Linked DNA regions of Triticum aestivum: region 1 is linked to region 2. The links are chromatin contacts, called in public Hi-C maps. All regions are on one chromosome and are shown on one strand. Each heading gives the region's core, a stretch centred on a gene start, on an enhancer-like site or on the middle of the called end of the contact. The rest is flanking DNA. Distances are from core to core; before and after follow the strand shown. Region 1 holds the start of LOC123041546 (protein JINGUBANG-like). Region 2 holds the start of LOC123045772 (probable galactinol--sucrose galactosyltransferase 2).

Region 1 (3,453 bases), core at 393-2,892, 300 kb before region 2:
CCCCTGAAACAAGCAACACTAAGTCAGCTGGGCTAGATATGGGAACATCTACGATATCACATGGACGAAGAAGGATCGCTAACTAATACAGAACTAAGCAGCTAACATGGTTGAAAAACGTCGGGAGGTCTCGATGGAAGGCAGAGGGGGTATAGCTCCATTTTGCCTTTCAGACTGTAGAAAGCGGTCACCTGATCGATAAAAAAATCAATGCGGGTAAGATTGATCACATCTAATGCATAATCTCTTAGTAGTACGTGCATGTGGGAGTGACAAATAAACAAGAACATTTAAAGGAGAAAAAAAGCGTAGCAACTATTTCTTCAGAGAAAGAAGTGCTCGCTTGGGCAAATGAACACATTGTATTACACCATGGCCATGCTTATGGACCGAACACCAGGAAAGAATAAAATACCGTAAGACACACAACGAGCCTACCGTTGTCCTCTTCTTGGACCCCTTCTGGTCTGCTGGGGAGAGTCGACGTCATCTGCCAGGGCGTATCAGTGCCAACATGAAGGATGTTGCGTGCTTGAACAGCTCCATCCAAGGCAACAGAATAACAAAAAATATACCATTAGCTAGACAATTCTTCAAATTGACTTGAACCAAATAATTTGGGATCTTTTATGGATGTGCTATCAGTTTGAAGTTTGAGCCCAAAGGTACGGAACAGACACAAAAAAGAGGCAGAAAATGATTGCATATGCGTAGCTCAGTGAGGAAATCCAGTCCATGGAATTGGAATCAGCGGGGCGTGAGCCGCACACACCTGCGTAGAGCCGGGGATAGGTCGCCGCTCTGGTTCTGTTGCTTTGTCTCTCTCCTCGCTCAAGGAGAAGTTGGGATGGGCTAGGTCCAGCGGCAACGGGTTCTCATTACCGATTGAGAAAAGGGGCAGTGTTGGGAGAAGCATACGCCGTCAAGGTGGATGACCTGCGAGCCGGTGGCGGCGGCGGACCTTGGATCCGCCCAAGGTTGAGATCGCCAGAGAGGAGAGGTCGGCAGGACTACTTGGGAGGGATGGGTCCACTCGTCTATCCCCTCGCGTTGGATCCCCTCGTGGCGCGTCGGCTGGATCCGTTCCACGAGGGTGTAATGGATCCCTCGAAGCCCAGGAAGTAGAATGGGCTGGCGGACGAGCCCAGTTTACCAGAGGCCGTCGTTTCGGCCCGTGGAGCAGCAGGCCATAGGACAGCTGGGCCAGAATTGACACAGTGCGGAACAGACTGGTCTACGTAGAAGATCTGACGGCCAGAAACAGTCCAATCACAAAAACGGACAGCTGTAAACGCAAATCGCTGTGAGGGCAGGAATTAGGTGCGGTTATACTGTCCTTAATTGCGTATCAGGAATTCAGGAGGGAACAGAATCAGCTAGCGGTCCTTCCTGACGGAGAGCAACTCGGCAACCGTCTTCACTTGGCGCCGGAGCACGCTCTGTTCATCGAAAGTGAGGCGGAAGATGCTGCCGTACGGGGCCGCACTGCACTGCATTTCCCCCGATGAAAGCGAGATTGCTGCGTGCGTGATTGATCCCAGGTTGATGCCCGATCGGTCGCTGTATCGATCGGGCAGCAGGCCTCTCGGTCGCGTCGCACGCTGACGCGAGGCGACCGCGACTTGCATGCCGGTTAGCCTGCACGCCGCCCCGACACCTTGCCACGAGCTGTCAAAGCGAGCACTGTGCCGACGGGTCGCCTCCGAGCCGAACCGTCCCAGCCAGGCGTATTACAGAGTTGCGACTCGCGCGTGGCAACCCGGAACCCCGCGCGCGCGTACAAATAGGCCCCCCGCCCGGCCGCGAACACGGCACGACCTTCCATTCCAATCGAGCCGACCCGCGCCGCCTCCCCGATGAAGCTTCTCCCGCGCCTCTGCATGGCCACAAGCAGCGCCGCCGCGGCCGACAGCGACGCCAGCAGCAACAAGCTCGGCTCGGTCGCCTCCACCTCCTCCTCCACCGTCTCCACGTCCTCCTCCGCCGCCGCCGCCGCGGTCTCCGAGGCGTCCTCGTCCACGTCCCTCCCGTCGCTCTCCGCCGCGACGTCGAATGCCGCCTGCCGCGCCGCCGCCTTCGCCCACGTCGCCACGCTGCTCCCTCCGCCCACGGCGGCGGCCGCGGCGTCAGCGGCAGCGGCTGTCGCGGTGGTGGACGGCTCGCATGGTTTCGTCGTCGCCAGGCCGGCGTCCGTGGCCCTCCACGACCTCTGCACCCTGGAGCCGACGTCCACCTCCGACCCGGGTCACGACACCGCGACCGCCGGCTCGGTCAAGTGCGTGGCGCACGTCCACGGAGGCAAGGCCGTGACGGGCCACCAGGACGGGAGGCTGCGGCTCTGGCGAGTCTCCTCGCGCGCGCCCGCCCGGATCCGCCTCGCCGCCGCGCTCCCCACGGTCTCCGACCGCCTCCGACGCTTCCCGGTCCCGTCCAACCACGTCGCCGTCCGCCGCCACCACCGCCGGCTCTGGATAGAGCACGCCGATACCGTGTCCGGCGTCGCCGCGTCCACGGACGGCCGCCTCCTGTTCTCCGTCTCCTGGGACAAGACGCTCAAGGTCTGGGCGATCCCGTCCCTCCGCTGCTTGCAGTCGTTGCCGGCGCACGACGATGCCGTCAACGCGGTCGCCGTCGCGCCGGACGGCACGGTGTACACTGGCTCCGCCGACAGGCGCGTTCGTGTCTGGGCGCCCAGGCCCGCGTCCGACAAGACCACCAAACGACAGAGCAAGAAGCCGGTTTACTACCTGGTGGCCACCCTCTCCCGCCACACGGCGGCGGTGAACGCCGTGGCCGTCGGGTGCGGGGGGCAGGTGCTGTACTCCGGCGGCAACGATCGCTGCGTGGTGGTGTGGGAGCGGGAGGACAGCGCGAGCCACATGGTCGCGATCGGGGCGCTGCGGGGGCACCGCAAGGCGGTGCTCTCCATCGCGTGCGCGGGGGACGGGCTGGTTGTGAGCGGGTCGGCGGATCACACGGTTCGGGCCTGGCGGCGCGAGACGGACGGACGGGGGCACACGTGCGTCGCCGTGATCGACGGGCACGGCAGCGCTGTCCGTTCGGTGGCGGTGGCTCTCGTTCCGGGCAAGAAGCAGCTGCAGGGAGGAGACGACGACGGCGAGGAGGAATGGAGGGTGTGCAGCGCCAGCCTTGACGGCGAGGTGCGGGTCTGGTCGTTGCGGGAGACGACGGGTTTGTAGTAGGTTGGATTTGCTACGATTTTTGACGTTGGAATTTGGAAAGTGCGTTTCCTGATTTTTGATCTGATCTTGATAGTTGAGATAGGGATACGTACGGTCGTGTACATACAGGAAAGAGGTAATTTATCTACCTGTATTTTCTGGACTTCGGCGAACTTCTTGTGGTGAATCCAATGCACATTGCCTGAGACTTATTGGCACAATTGACCTCTTTTAGCCATTTACCCCACGGGATTGTAAATCTCAATCGAAC
Region 2 (3,200 bases), core at 18-2,517:
TCCTCTCTTCTCTCCTTCTTCCTCCCCACATATCTCTCTCGCTCACTACCAATAGCGCCGCCCCTCCCCGCCGCCTGACACCGCCCCTCTCAGAACGCCTCCCCACCGCTGGGCGCCGGCCGAATCTAGTGCGTCGTAGTCATCTACGCCCGCTGCCCCTCCCCGCACACAGTCCCCTCCCTGTTCGCCCCCGGGCTCGCAACGGCGACCACACCAGCGCCGGGCGGAGGGGGCTCAGATCGAGCTCGAGCTCGGCTCTGGAAGCCCCGCCGCACTGTCCATGGCCAGATCAGGCGACCCTGGAGCCCCGCCTGCCCTATCGTTTGCGACCTCCTCCACAGATGCGTGGCGGCACCGCCTGTGCGGGAGCGGGGCGGTGGCGCTGCAGGCGCGGACTCGGGATGGCGGCGGCCGGGGGTGACGAGACTGCAGGCGCTGTGAGGGGCGGCGACGGCACAGGTGTAAGTGTGGGGCAGCGGCGCTCCAGGCGGACGTGGGATGGCGGCGGGCGCGTGGCGGCGGCGCTGGAGGCGCATGCGCGGGGCAGATGCGTTACAGGCGCGGGGCAGCGGCGTTGTGGGATGGGGCGGGGCTTGCCGGCGGGCGCACCTCCTTGAGCTCGGCCTCCAGCCGCCGGTGGAGTTCTTTGTTTGAGCCGGCCGCCGGTGGAGTTGATGAGAAGGCGACGGAGAGAAGTTTGAGGAGGAAGAAGAAGGTGTTAGACAGACAAGTGGGACCCCTGTCCACCTCAGCTAGTCAAACATTGACTAAGATTAGTCTTCGCCACATCAGCCCAGATATATGGGTCCCACCCATCAGTTTTGCTATTAACGCGGCTTAGTTTCGAATCAGTGCGATTTGTTATTCACTTGCCACAGAGTTAGTGGTTTTTTGTGACTTTGGACAAAAGTGATGGTTTTGGAGTATCTGAGCCACAAATGTGGTGGTTTTCAGCAATTTACTCTCTAGATGTTAAATTTGCGTCTGCGGAGGGACCGGGCTGCCCGGCGGGACGTTTGGGCGGATACGAGGTCCCGTTGTAGATACTCTGAAACTTTGATGAGGTTCCCAGATCACCGGGAGGCTCTACCGCTCACTTGTCGGTGGGCAAGTCTGCCTGCCCCGTCCACCACCAACATCGTCCCGCGTCATCGCGCACGCACGGGAGGCAGCAATGGCACGCCACCCGTTCGGGCGTGCCCCACGCGGCCCAATTGTTGAGCTTATCCATGCGATTCATATTGGCGATGACGAGGCTGCAGCTCGCGGTCGCTGTCGCCGTGGCGCCCGGTCCTCCGGGTTCCTGTTCCACTTCCACAGCAGTTCGACGACCCCCGCGCCATATCTCGCGCTGCCGGGGCCTCCTTCCAGGCGGACGTGGATCCTCTGACTTTACAATCCCTGCCATACCCTGCCTTTGAGTCACTGACAGGTGGGCCCCATGCTTTGTGGATCCTCTGACTTTGCAGTCCCTTCCAGGCGCAATGTCGGTCGTCGCCGCTGCCGCCTCCATTCACCCCAGCGCCACCGCCGACGGGTCCCCGCCGCAGATGGCGACGACGCGTCTCGAGCGCGGGTCCCTGCTGGTCGGCGGGCGCGAGCTCCTCTCCCAGTGCCCGCCCGAGGTCACCCTACGCGCGGCCGTCGCTGACGCCGCCCCGGGCGCCGCGTTCCTCGGCGCCAGCGCGGCGGCGCCGTCCAGCCGCCACGTCTTCTCCCTCGGCACCATCCCCAAGTAGGTGGTCACCTAAGGCTTGTTATGCTTGCGCAGCGCGCGCGTCGGTCCGAGATACTAATGCTCGTGGTGGTTGCTGTGCAGAGGATGGAGGTGGCTGTCGCTGTTCAAGTTGAAGATCTGGTGGATGGCCCCGAAGACGGGCGCGGACGCGGCGGGCGTGCCGGCGGAGACGCAGATGCTGCTTCTGGAGAAGAGGGGGAACGGGGCCGAGGACGCGGGGTACGCTCTGATGCTGCCAGCCCTCCATGGCGATTTCCGGGCTAGCCTCCAAGGGAGTCCCGAGAATGAGCTCCAATTCTGCTTCGAGAGTGGTAGGCAGACTTCACCTTGACTTATGAATGTTATGGTGCTTGGCTCAAATTGTGCGATGCTTGGAATCTTAGTGGAATGGTCGACTCTTTGCTAGGTGATCCTGATGTGCAGACGAAGGACGCTGTTGATGCGGTATTCGTCAACTCAGGGGATAATCCTTTCAAGCTTATTAAGGAATCAATCAAGTAATGCCATACTCAAAGAGTACTATATTACGACTACAACGGCATGGATTTTATTTGTTCTATGTGGAAGTGGCTCACTTGCATCTTCTGTAGGGTACTGTCCAAGATCAAAGGAACTTTCAGTCATATAGAGAGCAAGGAGGTATATATATAAGCAGGTTTTACACTTTTATCACCTAACAATTAGACTAAGGTTGTTGATCTTGGACATATCTCAATTTATTTGATTGTGACAAGTCTTTTGTAAATTTGCTACAAATGTCAGACCCCTGCAAACTTAGACTGGTTTGGATGGTGCACTTGGGATGCATTTTATAAAGCTGTCAACCCAGTAGGGATTGAAGAGGGCCTTCAAAGGTATACAAGAATTGAGTTGATCTTTGATTTGCAGGTGTTCATTATGTAATTTGCCGCACCCTTCATTTTTATTTTTTTCCTGAATACACCTCCTTCATTTGATAATTGCCATTTACTGATGATGCTGTCCCTGTAAAATAGTTTGCGTGAAGGAGGCGCACCACCAAGGTTTCTGATTATAGATGATGGTTGGCAAGAAATAGTTAACGAATTCAAGGAAGTGGATGGAGCTCTTGTTGAAGAGACTGTGTATGTATATCAGCCTTTGCTAATACATACAAAAAAGAGTGTGTGCTACGTCTGATTTTCATCTTAACATTGCCAGGTTTGCAGAGAGGCTGGTTGATCTGAAGGAGAATGACAAGTTCAGGGGAGAAGCCTGCAAGAATCTGGGAGATCTTGTCAAGAAAATCAAAGAGACACATGGAGTCAAGTACTTGATTCTTATTGCAATACTTTACTATATGCCTAATACTCCCTCCGTCCGGAATTACTTGTCATCAAAATGGATGAAAATGGATGTATCTACAACTAAAATACATCTAGATACATCCATTTCAATGACAAGTATTTCCAGACGGAGGGAGTATATAAGTAAAGGTCATCTT

What was found. A called contact is a pair of places that touch in the nucleus more often than the background predicts.
Region 1: a contact with region 2 is called in a Hi-C map of leaf, with 4 times the contacts expected there. The contact joins the promoter of LOC123041546 here to the promoter of LOC123045772 in region 2. A contact is called at or near these places in 2 of 5 Hi-C or Micro-C datasets (both in leaf).

Annotation. Positions count from the first base shown.
Region 1 is chr2B:518,920,684-518,924,136 of IWGSC CS RefSeq v2.1, reverse strand. It overlaps LOC123041546 (protein JINGUBANG-like), which reads left to right and starts at 1,642. Exons shown (of 1, transcript XM_044464144.1): 1 at 1,642-3,403. The coding sequence starts at 1,857. The coding sequence ends at 3,200.
Region 2 is chr2B:518,615,904-518,619,103 of IWGSC CS RefSeq v2.1, reverse strand. It overlaps LOC123045772 (probable galactinol--sucrose galactosyltransferase 2), which reads left to right and starts at 1,267. Exons shown (of 14, transcript XM_044468947.1): 1 at 1,267-1,735; 2 at 1,820-2,049; 3 at 2,145-2,235; 4 at 2,329-2,377; 5 at 2,501-2,592; 6 at 2,734-2,841; 7 at 2,918-3,025. The coding sequence starts at 1,485.